Regions from separate parts of the Mus musculus genome. Here all the other regions are linked to region 4. The links are chromatin contacts, called in public targeted proximity ligation maps. All regions are on one chromosome and are shown on one strand. The core of a region is the stretch at or near the end of the contact, and the rest is flanking DNA. Distances in the headings are between cores, read along the strand shown. Region 1 has its middle 32 kb from the start of Tmem252. Region 2 overlaps Pgm5 (phosphoglucomutase 5). Region 3 has its middle 58 kb from the start of Tmem252. Region 4 overlaps Pip5k1b (phosphatidylinositol-4-phosphate 5-kinase, type 1 beta).

Region 1 (2,700 bases), core at 196-2,695, 320 kb after region 4:
AACCACGGTAGGAGTATGTGTATGTGAGGAATGAGTGCACACTCCTGCCATGCGTCTAATTTAGAAGGTTGGGGAGGTTATAAAAGTCATGTTCAAGAAGTTCTTGGTCCCCAAAATGCAGCTCTGGGTGATGGTGTAGACTTTTAAGATATAGTGCTTTGCAGGATGTCCTGGGATGGTCAGAGTGTACCCTCAATAAAGATTATTTCTTGTGGAAACCCGAGAGTGGTTTTTGTTTATTTGTTTTTGGGGTGGGGGTGAGACAGGGTTTCTCTGTATAACTCCGGCTGTCCTGGAACTCACTTTGTAGACCAGGCTGGCCTTGAACTCAGAAATCCGCCTGCCTCTGCCTCTGCCTCCCGAGTGCTGGGATTAAAGGCGTGCACCACCACGCCCGGCTGTTTGTTTGTTTGTTTGTTTGTTTGTTTATTTATTTATTTATTTAAATAAAACCTGGTTGTTATTTTTTTAAGGTCATAGTACACAGAGCTTATTATCAAAATGTTGTGTGTCTTTGAACCATCTTAAAACAAATAATAATAATAATAACAATAAAAATAATATAGTTATTATCATGCATAATAATAATAATAATTAATAAATAAAGTAGCAGCAGCAGCAGCAGTAGATGCCCAGATAGCTTCCTAATAGTTGAAGATACAAAATCAGTGGGCTCTGGCACGCTGAATCTCAGCACGTGACGTACAGAAGGGAACCCAGAATACTCTTGCCTGCCATATTTGAATCTGGAAGTTTCCAACCTCCTTTTCACTGTGGACAGGTGCACACTGCTATAAAGGATTAGGAAAGGGAGCCACCAGCGTCTGACTCACCCTCTAAAGGAAGCAGGAATGGCAGCCCTGACCACAAGCTTGCGTGCGCTTTCAGTAGAGAATGTGCAGCTGATCCAGACTGTCAGGACTCTCTGAGCTCTAAGCATTAATAGTAATATGCTGGCACCAAGGGAAATCTCCAATCTTACCAAAAGTGTAAGCCAAAATGTAACAGACAAATCCAGCCTGTTAGCCTATGTTACGCCTTGATCTAGGGATAGGCTATGGTGGCAGGGGCAAGGGGGAAAAGACATGTGGATAGAGTCTTTGACCTAAGACTATGAGAATGTCTGTAGCAGAAACAATAGGTGTCTTAGTCCACTCAGGCCATATCACAACATACCAAATGGCTGGCCTATAAACATCAGAACCATAATTCTGATAGCCCCAGGGTACAAGGAGTTGTGGATCCAGGCTGAAGCACATTTGGTATTCAGTGAGGGCCTGCTTTCCTAGTCATAGACAGTGAGTCTTAGCTGTATCCTTCCTTCTTGGGAGAAGAAGGAGTCAGTGCTCTGGGGACTCTTTTAAAAATGCTTTACACAATGCCTTAAAAGGGCCCTTGTGACGTAATCCCCCTTTAATGGCTCCACTGTCTAATAACATCACATCTGTAAGCGGCAGTACAATGTGTGCATTTGGAGGGACACACACAGTCCACGCATAGCAATAGTCTAGCAGTGAATTAGAACCATTCTCTGTTGAAAATTTGAGATAAAGAAATTAGTAACTTTCTAGAAAGGAATTTTGTACATATTCAGGAATATTAAAAAGCAGAGAGAGAGAGAGAGAGAGCCGCTACTGTTTGTCTCTATTTCACCTTTGACTCTTTGCCTGACCTTGACTTTGGAGAATGTATCTTCTTGTTACTGATGCTGCTAGGTGAAAAAGAACTCTCTTGGAAGCTTTGCCCATACTCAAGTCACTGTAATAGCATGAAGGTCCAAAGACAGACTTCCTTAGAGTAGGCTCAGACCTTTGCTGCTCTCTACCCATCCTCCCTAGGGCCATGATCTAGTCAATGTCTTCAAAAAGGAGCCATCCTCTTCCTCCTGCGAGTAGCTGTCACACCATGGAGCTGGAGCTCCCTCTTGTTGCCCTACACAAATACTGTGACTGGAGTAGAACTCAGGGGAGGGAGGAGTTATCATTTCGGGTTCATTGTCTGAAGGCATCTGGTGTCCCCCGTTAGCCACCCTCTGCGGCCATTGCTCAGCTTGCAGGTATCATTTTGAGAGGAAAGGAAAAGTAACAGCTGTGTTACTGAGTGTGTACACGACCCACATTAGTCACACTTACCGGGGTTTAAGTTATGACTCTGTCACCTTTGTCCCTTCAATGGCCAGCTTTTAAAGTAAACTGTACTGGCATTCTTGACATGCCTCCCTTGGGGCAAGACCTCACTTTCCTCTGATCATTTTTTTCCCTCAGATGATTTTCTTGTCACATAAAGTGCACAACACTCACTGTAGAGAAAATCTCTTATATTCTGTATGGATGCATCACTTGTCAATAACAACAACAACAACAATAATAATAATAATAATAATAATAATAATAAGCCTATGGCCAAAGAGCTGAGGCAGGATTAGGAGGTGGGGTATCCAGCAGAGAGAGAGAGAGAGAGAGAGACAGACAGACAGACAGACAGACAGAGACAGAGAGACAGAGAGGGAGAGACAGAAAGATGGAGGGAGTGGGGATAAAGAGGAATTCAAAAACAGTCAGAAGTGTGGGAGATTAGTCAGGAACTCTGAGAAGAGGTAACAAGCCATGTGGTGCTTTGTAGAACAGAATAACCAGATAATTGAGTCATGAGCTAGTCAGGGGAACAAGCCCTAGCTTATGGCCGAGGCGTTTATTTATA
Region 2 (2,700 bases), core at 120-2,619, 400 kb after region 4:
AGATGGCCTAGTCGGCCATCAGTGGAAAGAGAGGCCCATTGGTAGTGCAAACTTTATATGCCTCAGTACAAGGGAACAACAGGGCCAAAAAGTGGGAGTGGGTGGGGGAGCTTGTGGGGGACTTTTGGGATAGCATTGGAAATGTAAATGAAATAAATACCTAATTAAAAAATCATAAAAATATTTTTAAAAAAAGGAAAGAAGCTAAGAAGACATCTGTAAAATTAATGCCACAAAGTGAGAGAATATCTCTTTCCTATCCACTGAAGATAATTAACTAAAAGAATCTGTACGCTATCTTAGAGATAAGCTCTGGCTCTTTAGGATCTAGCCTGAAGCAGGAACCCACATGCTGGGCAAAGAAGTGTCACAGAAGGTTCTGATCAAAGAAATAATTTTATTCAGATTTTACTTTTACTTACAAGAGAAAGGCATTGGTCAGTCAGATGTTCTAGCTTTATTCATAGTTTGGTTTCTGTGAATGTGAGTATATCAGTTATGTGGGGGGGGCATGTAATGGAGGGAGAGAGTTGGAGTGCATTTAAAGCTATTCTAAGCTTTATGTGTGTTGGTTTATTTGTTAAGTAATAGTTGAACAAGTTAGAGATTCAATGATTGACAAATATATTTAAGACACTATGATGGTATTAGTAATGAGACAGACAGATTGATCAATGGAATAGAATTGAAGACCCAGAAATAAAACCACATAGATACTTGATCTTTGACAAAGAAGCAAAAAAAAAAAAAAAAATACAATGGAGAAAAAGACAGCATCTTCAATAAATGATGCTTGTCTAACTGGCAGTTGCTTTGTAGAAAAGTGAAAATAGAACCATATTTGTCACCTTGCACAAAGTCCAAGTCCAAGTGGATCAAGGAGCTCAACGTAAAACCAGATACACGGAATCTAATAGAAGAGAAAGTGGGAGAAAGCCTCAAATTCATTGGCACAGGGGGACATTTTCTAAACAGAACTCCGATGACTCAGGCTCTAAGATCAAGAATTGATAAATGGGTCCTCATGAATCTGCTTCACTGCTTAGTTCTCATTCTGGCACCTGACCTGCTCCCACCTCCTGCCCTCACTGCCAGTCCTCTCCTTCTTAACAGTTTTTAGGCTTCTTTATGCCTGGTACCCTCAAAGAGCTGCCTTGTCCTGTTCTTCCTGAAAGTGCCAGCCTTGCACACCCATCCATCTACCTGGGTGGCTTCCCTTTCCTTGCCTGTCACCACTGCACATTTTTCTTCTGCATTGTCTCCCTGTTTGTTGATTTCCAACCTGCCTTTGCCCACTCTTCAGAATGTGAGTCTAAGAAGGCACAGGCCTTAGCTCTCTCATTCTTGGCTGTTTCTGGAGCTATGTGATCAGCCTGGGGTGGGGAAGCAATGGGGGAGCGAGAGGGACAGAAAAGAGGGAGAAAAGGGAACTGAGCTCACTATAAAAAATCTCTGGAGAACTTGAAAGAAATGTCACAATTGTTCCATTCAAAAAAAGTCTTCCTAGCCACAAGCTATTCGAATCGAATAGTAGGGCTGGGGTGGTAATCAGAGGAGAAAAAAAAAAAAAAAAGATCGAAATTATTCTTGGCTTGTTTATTTTGGAGTTTGAAATTTGATGATGCATACCACACAGCTGGCACAACGCCAGGCATCAGAGCTTTTAAAAAAACATCTGTTCATTGGTTTGTTTGGTTTTTTTCCCCCTTAGTCACTAATATAAAGAAGTCATCTCTCCAAACATCACATATTTGTCTCCAGTTCCAGCTGGCACACCATGGCAGGAATGGGTATTTGTAAATGGAGCCAAAGGAGGGGCAGCTGAGCCCAAATATTTGCCTTCAGTTGGGCTTTAACTTGGGGCGTTTTTGCCTCATGGACAATATTCAGAGTGAGCTGAAAGACGGGAACCCTGAATATTTGTACAACTTTTATCAACTTCAAAGTTTTAAAGATGGCCAATAAACATCAGAACCCTTGCCAAAAATGAGGGGCATGGAACCATACCATATCCTTTTCTTCTTCCCACACCAGGTATTTCTTCCTCAGCTTTGGGAACAAGATAACAAGAAAGTCCTTATAACACTGTCAGCAAATGTGTTCAGACATGGGATTCCCATTAGAGGTGGCCACTCTGGGAGGGGAAAAAACCCATATAAGAGCCAGATCTAGCAGTGTGTATTTGTATTTGAAACAGTTAAGAGACTCAGGCAAGAGAATTAAATATGAATTCAAGGCCAGCCTAGCTCCGTAGTAAGGTTAAAATAAAATTACACACACACACCCACACACACACACAGAGAGAGAGAGAGAGAGAGAGAGAGAGAGAGAGAGAGAGAGAGAGAGAGAGAGAGAGCAAGGAAAGCAGAAAGAGGCAAGAAGTTGGATAAGACAGGAGAGAGTTCGAGGCAAAAGTTTGATATATGAGAACATGTACTAATGAGGAAGACCATGTTGAGTCTAAACCTGAGATCATGTCCAAGCATCTGACCTAGTGTTCATTTTCACACACAAATGATTCCTCAGGCCTCCCTCCCCTCTCTAGCCTGAGATCCCCTCCAGCCACCATCCCTAGCACAACCTCCAACTTCAAGGATACAACCTCTAAGTGGAGAACTGGTTCTGGGGCTTACCCACACAGAGAACATCGGGAGACTTTTCTCCGTTTCAACTTTAATTCCAGTATTAGTGACAATGAAA
Region 3 (2,700 bases), core at 122-2,621, 290 kb after region 4:
GCAGATCCACCCATGTCTCTCTTGTGTATGTGCTTTCCTCTGTTTACTCCAGCAAAGAGCCACAGAATCAGGGTCAATTTGCCTTTCTATTGCCTAAATATCAAAAAGATGCTACCTCCCAACTCATTTAAACCTGCTGTTAGCCTCCCTGGGAAAGACTATCATCAATAGTACCATCAACTGGGGCATAGAGTAGAGAAATATTTCCAAGTCTGGTAAGTGGCAGAGTGGATGTTTCTGATCACTTCACTCTAGTTTTGATTATTGCCAATGCACCGCAAAGCTCTTACCCTTAGCCTCAGTTCTCCTAGTGACTGGAGAATAAAGTTTCCTGAGTGAGAGAGGTGGGGAGGGAGTTTTAGGAGAAGCAGACTGATAGGATGGAGAAGAGAAAATATGCTATGGCTATGCTCTTAACCTCACGGAACAGTTGGAATCAGCTCAAGGAATGGAATTCAAGGCTTCCCAGCGAGATGTTAGGGATCGCCTTAAAGATGGCTAGGTGATTTCAGAGAGAAAAAAAAATCTACTTTAGCAGCTGCCTCATCTTTTGGTTCTGAAATGGTTGGAAGTGCTTTAGATTTTGCTGAAGCTAGGGTAAATTCCTTTTTGGATATAAAGAACACATCTGTGTGAAGATGGTGCTAATGGATTTATAATGTTATGATTTGAATGGTTGAAAGTCCATCACAGGCTCTAAGGTGTTTAAAATCCTCAGTCCACTGCCATTTTAGGAGGTGTCTTAGTCAGGGTTTCTATTCTGGCACAAAACATCATGACCAAGAAGCAAGTTGGGGAGGAAAGGGTTTATTCAGCTTATACTTCCACATTGCTGTTCATCACCAAAAGAAGTCGGGACTAGACCTCACACAGGGTAGGAACTTGGAGGCAATGGAGGGATGCTGTGTACTGGATTGCTTCCACTGGCTTGCTCAGCTTGCCTTCTTATTGAACCCAGGACGACCAGCCCAAGGATGGCACCACTCTCAATGAGCCCTCCCCTCTTGGTCACTAATTAAGAAAATGCCTTACAGCTGGATCTCATGGAGGCATTTCCTCAACAGAGGCTCCTTTCTCTGTGGTAACTCCAGCTTGTGCCAAGTTGACACACAAAACCAGCCAGTACAGGAATTGTGGACCTTTGGGACATAGGACAGAGATGGTTGACATAACCAGGAGGGATGATGGGTCTTTAGGGTTGAAGGCCAGCCGTGCTTCTGTCCCAAGCTCTCTGCTTCCGGCCCACCCTTTCTGCTTCCTGATCTGCTAAGATACAAAGAAGCCCAGCCACAAGATACTGCCACAGATCCAGCCACGACTGACTGTCCCGCCCCCTTTAAACTGTCAGTCAAAATCAACCTCTCCTCCCTTACAGAACAACTGCTTCTGTAAGGTCTTCTGGGACAGCAATGAGAAATGGAACTACTAGGGATGACGATGCTCTGTGTCATCCCAATGGGGGGGCACATTTAAGAGGGGACATTATTAATAAGTACACAAGGACAAAGGATGTGGTGAATGAGTGAGCAGACACAGTCACCCTCACTATAAATAGCGAACTAGAATCTTCAAGGCATGACACAGGCTTTTCCCAGTTGGGACATCACATGACGCCCTTGTCATCCTTGCCCTGGCTGATCACTGATGAGTCAGCCAGGTTTGCCAAATGTTGTGAGAACACACCTGAGTTCTGACAAGAGCCCAGTGGATAGCCTGCTGGCCTGCTTTTGCCTGTTCCTGAAGAAGTCCTTCAGTAGAGCACCCTCAAATGCTGGGCCAGGCGCTACAGGTGCCCATGGTTTGTGACCACTGAACACTCGGCTGGGTGCCACTGTTGCGTTTGGTTGGACTTCTCTTTAAGCTGGGGCATCACTCTGCTTCAGTGGAGAGCGGCGGGGTGTCAGGAGCAGGTGTCAGAGGCCTAGCCTGTTTCCTATTTTGACATTTCATCAAGATGGGATTTAGAGACTAGAAAAGATAACATTGCAATATCTGACCTTAAGAAGGAGACAATAGCTAGGCCTTCAGTGTTTAGACACTCCTCGGATCATGTATTGGTTGGATAGCCCTGGCTTCCCTTTTTATTGTTAATATATGTCTCCTTGGCCTCCTGCCAACTAAGACACAGAAGAAAGAAATAGAAACATTTAGCAGGGAGGAAAGTGTGGGGAACTGAAGGGCTGGCATGGGGTAGTGATTTCTTGTTGTGCACAAGGAGTGGACGTACCCTAGGCTGTCCAGGGTGCAGGCCCTCACATGTTACCCGTGTATGTGACTTCTCTCTTTTGTTCAATCATTTAGGGCAAAGGAAAAAAAAAATTGAGGCAGAGTCTTACTATCTAGTTCTGACTAGCGTGGAACTCCCTATGAAGACCAAGCTGATCTCAAACTCAGAGATTGACCTGCCTCAGAATTCTGAGCACACAGGAATATCTATGTGGCTCCTGCCTCTAACAACAGGAGCAGCTGGCGTGTTCATAGGAGGCTGTGCACTGTGACACGGCCAGAAGACAGGAGTGCCTCTAAGTAGTGGGTTTGGTCTGGGGCTGCTATACATTCAGATGCTAAATTCTGTACCCCAAGATCTGGTTGTCCCCAAGAAAGAGATCCTCAGGGACAAGGAGATTCCCATCTACACTGAGTGATGCTATGTAACCTTGCTTCCCAAGTTAAGTGGTCAATAAAAGGCTAAAGCCTATG
Region 4 (2,700 bases), core at 55-2,554:
TGTGTGATCTCTCTGTGTGTGTGTCTGAGTGTGTGATCTCTGTGTGTGAATGTGTATGTGTGTGCGTGCACACATGGGTAGTAGACACAAGGTCTACTAACTGCCAGGAGCTTAGAAACAGAAGATATATTTTTATTTAAGGTTTTTTTCCCCCTCCCTTTCGGATCTGATCTCAAGTTTTCATTTAATTTGGCTTGAAGAACCGACCCACTGAAAGCTACTGTCAGAGCGGGAAGAAACGACCTGAAATTCCTGCCACAAAGCACTCAGCACCCTGGCAGGGATCACCCAGGGCAAGGGACTATTGTATGAAGGATGCCAGGTTTGTGACTGAACTATAGGATTTGCGAGGTGGAAGTTTAGGAAGGACTTCATAAGTTATCCCTGATGATCTTGTAGCAAGGATCCTTAGACAGAGGGCTAGTCATGGTAACAGGTTAAAAGTGTACATTATAATCAGCAGATACGACAAGTGTCTTCCTTCAGGGCTGCTAAGTGTCTTCCTCCAGGGCTGGCTTCACAGACAAGTGACCAGGGCAACTGTCCCAGCTTAGTTTAATGTCCTGCCTGCTTCTGTGTGTGTGTGTGTGTGTGTGTGTGTGTGTGTGTGTGTGTATTTTGTTATGTAACTTAGGCTAACCCTGGATATACTCTGAAGCTCAGGCTGGCCAAGAACTCACGATCTTCTTGTCTTAATGTTGAGAATTCTGAGATAATCAAAGCGTATCACGATGCTCTTGTTAACAGTTTTTGAGCAAGGCCTCTCACATTTTTATTTCTCTCCTTTCACATTATGGAGTGAGTTTTGAATGGCTGTGATATCCTGGGAAGGGCATGCTGACATGCATCATTGTGTATACCATGTATACATGCATGCATCATTGTATATGCCACGTATGCATGCATGCATCATTGTGTATACCATGTATACATGCATACATCATTGTATATGCCATGTATACATGCATGCATCATTGTATATGCTATGTAGACATGCGGGGCCTATTCAGGGCTTGCAGTAACATTTAGTGGTTGAGCTGTGCACAGCACACGGGAGGCCCTGGAATCAGTCCCCAGCATGGAAAATGAAAGTCAATTTTTCTTTCTTCAACATTTAGATTGGAAAAAAGAGTTGCAAGGCTCGAGAGACAGGCAATCTCAGAGATGTCAGTCATGACTAACATCTTAAGATACTGAAATGCTTTAGTCACAAGGTAATTCGAAATTGTCTTGAATGTGCCAGTACACATGGCAAAATGGCACTTTAAACAATGACTGGCTTTCTCTCTCTTGATGATTCATCTGCTTCTTTAAGAAGTATGTCTGGGATGTGTGGTATAATCCTACGCACTGGCAGCAGAAACAGGAACCGAGTTAGCTGCCTGCTCAAGCATCTCAGAGGATAGTGGTTGGCTACTGTTCCCCGCATCATTTGAATCCTCTGAGCCCTACATTTAGTATAGATGAACGGAATAGCTCCTTTAAGACCAGGGAGTCATGTGAGGAGAACATGTACGAAAAGCAGCAAGGCTTTCCTCTCCCCATCACAATAATGCAATGTCTCTCTTCTTTACGAGGCCGTGAGAATCGAGACCTTCAACCTTGCTCGAGCTCAGGGAGGCTTCCCCTCTTGGCCAGGGGCTTCAGCTTTTATTGTTATTATTTGTTTTAAATCTCAAAAGAGCCAATGATAAACGTTATGTTTAAATGAACTTAACTAGGTCTCTGGATTCAGACAGGAGTTGTCCTTCTGTCTACACATGAAAAGTACTATTTCTACCTTTGGTAGGGGAGGAATCTGCTTCCACCTTTTGATTCTGCAACTACAAGAATAACTTGTCCCGAAATAAATGCTTATTCTGTTTTTTCTCCCCCAAATCAGAATCTTAAATGAAAACGGACCCTCAGTAGTAGATAACATGATGGATCAGAGGAACCGGAGAAGACAAACTGTCTATTTTTGATACATGTTTCCCTGCTCACTTCATTTTCTCTATTTTGATCCCCAGAGCTCCTTAACAAGTCAGGAATAAGAGGGAAAGTGTGCATTTAGTTGGGGAGAGGGAGAGAGGGTAAGACAGATGCCTCTGGCTAAAAGTCTAGTTAAGCAGGCAGATCAGCTTCCAGAATTCTCTTTACTACGCAACTGTCTTTTTTCAACTCTATTTTTTTTCCAAGTCTTAGTCTCAGGAGTGGGTAGAACAGAGAGTCTTTGGATCACAGAGCACCAGTTACAGCGTAGGTTAGGAACAAACATGGGGATGAGGTGGGGTTAGCCCATAAAACCAGCCTTTATCTTGCAGGCTGAGAGACAAGGGAGTCTTTTCTGGGGAATCTGACCTGAGAGACTCCTAACACGAGTAACGCTGGTGAATTACCCCAGAGCAAATCTACAAATAACAAGCCCCAGCCCCAGGCTCCCAGGCCCCAGCCCTAGACTCCCTGTGTCCCATTTTTTGTTTGCTAATGTTATTGAAATATTATACACATACCAAACAATTGATTCACTTAAATCACGCAATTCAGTGTTTTCAGTATACCCAGAGCTGTGTGACAAGCACACAATCAATTTAACAATGTTTTCTTTGTCACTTGTGAGGTGACTGTGCTCATTAGCAATCACTTTGTTTTTCCCAAACCCTTTCTTAGCACTAGGTAACAGCCAATTTACACCCTGTCTCTGCAGATTTACAGTGGCAC

Evidence for each region.
Region 1: a contact with region 4 is called in a targeted proximity ligation map of pancreatic cancer cells. A contact is called at or near these places in 1 of 484 Hi-C or Micro-C datasets (the HPC-7 cell line), 5 of 130 datasets of targeted methods (embryonic basal ganglia, embryonic stem cells, extraembryonic endoderm stem cells and 2 more) and 1 of 9 other capture datasets (liver).
Region 2: a targeted proximity ligation map of pancreatic cancer cells shows a contact between it and region 4. A contact is called at or near these places in 2 of 130 datasets of targeted methods (large pre-B cells and pancreatic cancer cells).
Region 3: a contact with region 4 is called in a targeted proximity ligation map of pancreatic cancer cells. A contact is called at or near these places in 2 of 484 Hi-C or Micro-C datasets (bone marrow-derived macrophages and embryonic stem cells), 3 of 130 datasets of targeted methods (embryonic basal ganglia, embryonic stem cells and pancreatic cancer cells) and 3 of 9 other capture datasets (adipose tissue, embryonic stem cells and liver).

Annotation. Positions count from the first base shown.
Region 1 is chr19:24,640,371-24,643,070 of GRCm38.p6, forward strand. No RefSeq gene overlaps it. Among named protein-coding and RNA genes, the nearest start is that of Tmem252, 32 kb to the right of the region's middle.
Region 2 is chr19:24,729,157-24,731,856 of GRCm38.p6, forward strand. The region is part of intron 8 of Pgm5 (phosphoglucomutase 5); the gene reads right to left. Among named protein-coding and RNA genes, the nearest start is that of Gm38581, 23 kb to the left of the region's middle.
Region 3 is chr19:24,614,475-24,617,174 of GRCm38.p6, forward strand. No RefSeq gene overlaps it. Among named protein-coding and RNA genes, the nearest start is that of Tmem252, 58 kb to the right of the region's middle.
Region 4 is chr19:24,324,592-24,327,291 of GRCm38.p6, forward strand. The region is part of intron 13 of Pip5k1b (phosphatidylinositol-4-phosphate 5-kinase, type 1 beta); the gene reads right to left. Among named protein-coding and RNA genes, the nearest start is that of Fxn, 45 kb to the left of the region's middle.